2 separate regions of the Xenopus laevis genome follow, and region 1 is linked to region 2. Evidence: chromatin contacts called from public Hi-C data. All regions are on one chromosome and are shown on one strand. Each heading gives the region's core, a stretch centred on a gene start, on an enhancer-like site or on the middle of the called end of the contact. The rest is flanking DNA. Distances are from core to core; before and after follow the strand shown. Region 1 has its middle 19 kb from the start of skida1.L. Region 2 overlaps dnajc1.L (dnaJ homolog subfamily C member 1).

Region 1 (2,700 bases), core at 182-2,681, 300 kb after region 2:
ACCCACCATAACAAAAAATACTCTCTTGTATTATGGAAAACTCTAAAACACAAAATGAAATCGATTTTTATAGTTCTACCCTGATTTTCTTAGTACATAGAATACATAGTTACCCTAAATTGATCACAACCCCTCTGAAATACATATACTTTGATACATGTTTCTCCATATTTAGGGACCAAGGGAGTTTGCCTTTCAGAAGAACCACAGTCACCAACCCATGGCATTTATTAATAACAATGCAGTAAAGGAACCAGAGAACCCAGGGTTGAATGTATCCAATAAAACAAAGCAGCATTAGTAGGAGAGGGTGCAGTTATAGACAACAGTAACCAGATCTGCCTCTACACCTGCGCCTTCAGCCCCTACAGCACGTGATTGTTTCCTTACAAAAAACCCCCCACCCTTACATTGCACCCACAGCTTCATATTCCACATCAGCTTCATTAAATAATCCTCTACAAAGTGACCTCTCACTCCAAGGATGTTAGCTATTAATCTCAACTATCCTGGAATAATTCGTTACAATTAATCACTAGTAAATATACACAAATTAAATGTGTGTCACTAGACTGTTTCCCTTGAACTGCACAATATCAGTCTTTCTGAATATCAGTAAATATCAGTATCTCCATCCACCTAATCGAAAGAAAGTGGCACATTCCAACAACTTTATTTGGTCCTGGTGGAGCAAAATATTTGTAAATAACAAACAGTTACAGTCACTCACTTGGGTTAAAGAAAAGGAAGTATTATTTGTTTGGGAGATTGTCAGAATTTCATGTTACACACACACACACACATACAAACAAATAAATAACTATGTAGCAGAAGCCTGACAGCAGTTATGTGAGATTCCTATTAACAGATGAAGATCTGGTGGTGACAAGCAGAAAATAAGGAGAAGGTATTAGTTGGGAATCATAAGCTGCGGGCAGGGGCTGCGTGTAAACCAATATGAACCCTGTAATTAAACAGGATTTAATCATTTAGGCAGCTCATCTACGGGAATCCGTGCTGCTCCTCCCTTTTCACTTTGTACGATTATTTGCAACACTTTTAAGAAAAAGCAAAAGGCGCTTTTGTTTTTTTGTTTTTTTTTTCCTTTAGCGCTCAGGGTGCTGTTCACCCATTGTGACATCAGGGTGCTGTTCACCCATTGTGCCATCACTCGCTAAAGCCTTGTGAGAAAGGATCCTGTCTGTCCGTGTTGTTGGGCTGCAAAATATACAGAGCAAAAAAAAAAAAAATAATAATAACAAAGCAGCAGAACTGATGGGATCCACCAAAGGGAATCTCCCAGTGAAAGATCAGGGCTGCGCTTTCTCCCCCCCGGATAATGGGCAGATTCCGTGTGACTGATCAGAGAGCCGGGCTATTGTGTCATATAATGAGTGGAAGCCTAGTGACGTGGGAGTGGAACAATAGCAGCCCTCAATCCGTCGCTTTGATTGACATTCGGGTACTGTATGACCTCAGGGAATAGGACTCATTAGAGGGGACTGCGCTGGGACATCAACTGGGATTACAAGGCTGCTGCCCCTCTAATCCAAACTCCATATTACATGAGCCTGGAAATACCTCTTTAACAGACATGATAGCTAAAAACTCTTTAATTATTCCTATCTTGCCAGGAAACGTACAACCAGCCCATCTATTCCTACAGCACAAGATGAACAGAGTATATTGCACAACCCCACACTGCAGCAACAATGATATGAAAATACATTGTTCTGCTTAAAACACCTGGAAATACATTGTTCAGGGAAAATATAAAAAAAAAAAAGAATCCATTGTTCTGCTTATAATATCATTTTGCAGCACTATGTTAAACCCACCTCTGTTTTTATACAATCATGAACTACAACTCCCAACATCCCCTGTAGAAACTGCGCAGTCACTATCTGTGTATATATTTATTTAGTTAAAGGAAAGGGGTTGTTCACCTTTGAGTTCATTTTTACCCTCATGTAGAGAGTGATTTTCTGAGAAATTTGTAATTCGGTTTCATTTTTTTTATTATTTGTAGTTTTTTGAGTTATTTAGCTTTTTATTCAGCAGCAGCAGCAGTTTGCAATTTTAACCTTTTGGTTGCTAGGGTCCAAATAACCCTAGCAACCATGCACTGATTTGAATAAGAGACTGGAATAGGAATAGGCGAGGGCCTGCAAAGAAAAATCAAAAGTAGCAATACAAATAAATGTGTAGCTTTATAAAGCATTTTTTTTAAATGTGGTCAGCGACCCCTATATGAAAGCTGGAAAAGGTCAGACAAAGAAAGACAAATCATTACAAAAAGAAAACTATGCAAAATAAATAATGAAGACCAATTGAAAAGTTGCTTAAAATCTATTCTATTATAGAACGTAAAGGTGAACCAATCCTTTATTTAAAGAGACCCTCCTGCATTAAACCAGATGGGATTCCTGCACCTATCATGGTAAAACATTCACAGTGACTACATTTAAGACACATACAATTGGGAATGGTGTTCTGGGACCAATGTTCTACCTAAAATTCCACCGAACCTACCGGGTGTATTCATTAAATAATCCACAATCCATCACCCAAACGGCTGTGCAAATGGGGTCCAGGAGAATTTGGGATAGAATTTGATGGGAAAAGGCCTCTCCCCTTGTAGGTAAACATATCACTCACAGTTGCACCTCATCTCCCAAATAGGAACAAGCTGTGTGATTG
Region 2 (2,700 bases), core at 9-2,508:
TTAATTCCCTGGTCATTTCATGCATCTGTTGCCATGTGTTTCTGCAGAACAGAAAGATGCTCCTGGCAGCCACATTTAAAGTGTTATTAAAATCCAAATGTTAAAATCTCGAAAAATTTGTTGTTTTTTTTCACTAGAGAACTTTTTTAGAGGAAAAAAAAACCTAATTTTTTTCCAAGATTTATTTTACCATGATGCTGCGAAAATTTGCCATCTCAGATCTGTTGAGCTCCTATATAAGTCAATGAGAGAGGCACCTATCTCTATCTGAAGTTTTCATGGTCTGTGCTGGGTTTAGCAGAAAAATCCAACTTTTTCATGGTTTTTGGGCAAAAACTCGCAAAATTCAAGCAATTCAGGACTGAAAAATTTGAATGTTTCAGGTTTTCACTATATTTTATAGAGATTTTCCATGATCCAATTAAATCGAGTTTTTATTTCATTAATAAACAAGCTAGAATTGGGCATGGGAGTTTGGTGGTGATTTTTTTTTTTCCAAGATAATTCGGATTTTAATAAATAACCCCTAAATGTCAGGGCCCATAGCAAACTGTAGAAGGTGACTAATTGTTAATGTAAAATTTCCTCATTTGACTTTAGCTTTAAGGCCACATTATATTTAAACAAGTTGATCCTGTTTCTCTTGCAGAAAATAATGCTCTAATTTATTTAATATATAAATGAAATTAAAAAAAAGTTTTGGGGCAGACACCGCTTTAAATATGTAAGTAAAGACTGCGTTTTTAAACCAAAAAAGTCCTGGAATTGTAATCTCCCAGAATACTGAATATATGTTAAATGTGTTATTGTCACAAAGGATAGGAAGGAAATTGATACACACTACTAGACTCTCTAAAAATGTCTTTCTCTGTGACATTAGAGTGTATCTGCCTTCTATCATAATATGTGGAACTTTTACATTTTTAGAATATATTATACAATTCTAATTGTGTTTGGCATAAAGCGTATGTTCCTGCATGACCTCCTAGCCCTGCAGTTGAACAGGATAATAACAGAAAACGCATGGCAGAGTCCTGTATGGTGTATGTTTGCAGGAAGCATTTAGATTCCACAAGGTTTTTAGGGGCACACATTTTTATGTTAATGTCCCTGTAGCCATAGATGTAAGTTAGTCCTATCAGTCTGAGTGTTAGTCTGAAACATTCAACTGCTTCGTTATAGATTTTTCAGAGGATTTCTTGAGAACTGCTTTGCCGGCCAAGCCACGCACCCTCTTCATCAATCACCACTGGGTGTTTCACATCTGTACTCGGCAAATACTATTTTCTGACAGTCGCCATTCACAGCGTTGCACTGGTCTGATGGAAATAAAAAGAAAACTCAGATTTCCTAAGCTGCCACTTCAGTTTTGCCATTACCTTTTGAGTTGGCTAAACTGCTTTGTTGGCCTGGGTGTGTATTTATGTACTTGCCTCTTTTTAAAGTTCTAACGTGGAGCATGAAAAAGTGCAGCAAATTAACCCCTGCTGCTCTTCCTTAACAGGACAGTATTTGTCTATATCTGTCTAATAATTATAGCTTGGGTTGTCCCCTTCACTCAGTATTAATTTCAAAAGGAAACTATACTACATTTAGGGGGTTATTTATCAAAGGTCGAAGTTTAGAGTTTTGTATACCTCGAATGAACCCAAATTAACTCACAACTTGAATGGTTTCTAATTTAAAAAAAAAAAAAAAAATTAAAGAGATTGGGGTTAACAACCTGAAAACTTTAATTGTTCAAGTTTTTGGTTGGAAAAAAAATAATTTATTAAATTAATCGAATTGATCGAATTGTCATGCAAAACCCACTCGAAACATCATGCAGGCTGTTAACATCTTCAAATGGTTCAAGGGACCTCTGCCGTTGACTCCTACATGACCTTGACAGGTTTTAGATGGTTTATTTTTGAATTCGAGTTATTTCCATGGTCGGGGTATAATAAATCTCGAAAAATTAAATTTTTTTTTTATCCCGAAAATGGGAATTTTGACAAAAAAAAGTGGGAAAACAACTTAATTCTTAATAAATAACCCCCGCCATTTTTTCCCACTCCTACCTTGACAGAGGTGATGTTGTACATTCTTCTTAGTAATTATAGACACCTACCGGTATATAGTGAAATCCTTAGCATTCGGCTGCACAGTAGGCTTAAGAGGATGTGCTCAAATAAAGAAGCAGCATTGCATTTTTTTTGACATATTCAAACTAGCAAACACTATTTAATTGGATCACAACAATTTGAGGATGTGAAAACACTTTGCCCTTTAACAATTTTTTTTTAATACAGGTATGGGATCTGTTATCTGGAAACCTGTTATTCAGAAAGCTCTAAATTACAGAGAAGCCATCTCCCATAAACTCCATGTTATCCATATAATCCAAATTTTTTAAACAGTACCTTGTACTGGATCCAAACTAAGAAATAATTAATCCTTATTGGAAGCAAAACCAGGCTATTGGATTTTTTAATGTTTACATGATTTTCTAGTAGACTTAAGGTATGAAGATCTAAATTAACGAAAGAGACATTATCTGGAAAACCCCATGTCCAAAGCATTCTGGACAGCAGGTCCCATACCTGTGTACCTCTCTAGAAAGGTCTTTGATAACTATACTGAAGAGAAGTGACTTGATAGAATACTTACCTGAAAACAATGTTAGGGATTTAATAAAATATGCAATGTAAACAAGCAGAA

Evidence for each region. Hi-C and Micro-C count contacts between places; a contact is called where the count stands out from the background.
Region 1: a contact with region 2 is called in a Hi-C map of the XL177 cell line, with 3 times the contacts expected there. The contact joins two enhancer-like sites. A contact is called at or near these places in 2 of 4 Hi-C or Micro-C datasets (the XL177 cell line and the XTC cell line).

The regions. Positions count from the first base shown.
Region 1 is chr6L:26,708,865-26,711,564 of Xenopus_laevis_v10.1, forward strand. No RefSeq gene overlaps it. Among protein-coding and RNA genes, the nearest start is that of skida1.L, 19 kb to the left of the region's middle. Within about 2 kb of position 1,432, at least 3 of the 7 cell types and tissues checked have an H3K27ac peak or open chromatin away from gene starts, as enhancers often do.
Region 2 is chr6L:26,413,168-26,415,867 of Xenopus_laevis_v10.1, forward strand. All of the region lies in intron 1 of dnajc1.L (dnaJ homolog subfamily C member 1), which reads left to right. Among protein-coding and RNA genes, the nearest start is that of dnajc1.L, 17 kb to the left of the region's middle. Within about 2 kb of position 1,259, at least 1 of the 7 cell types and tissues checked has an H3K27ac peak or open chromatin away from gene starts, as enhancers often do.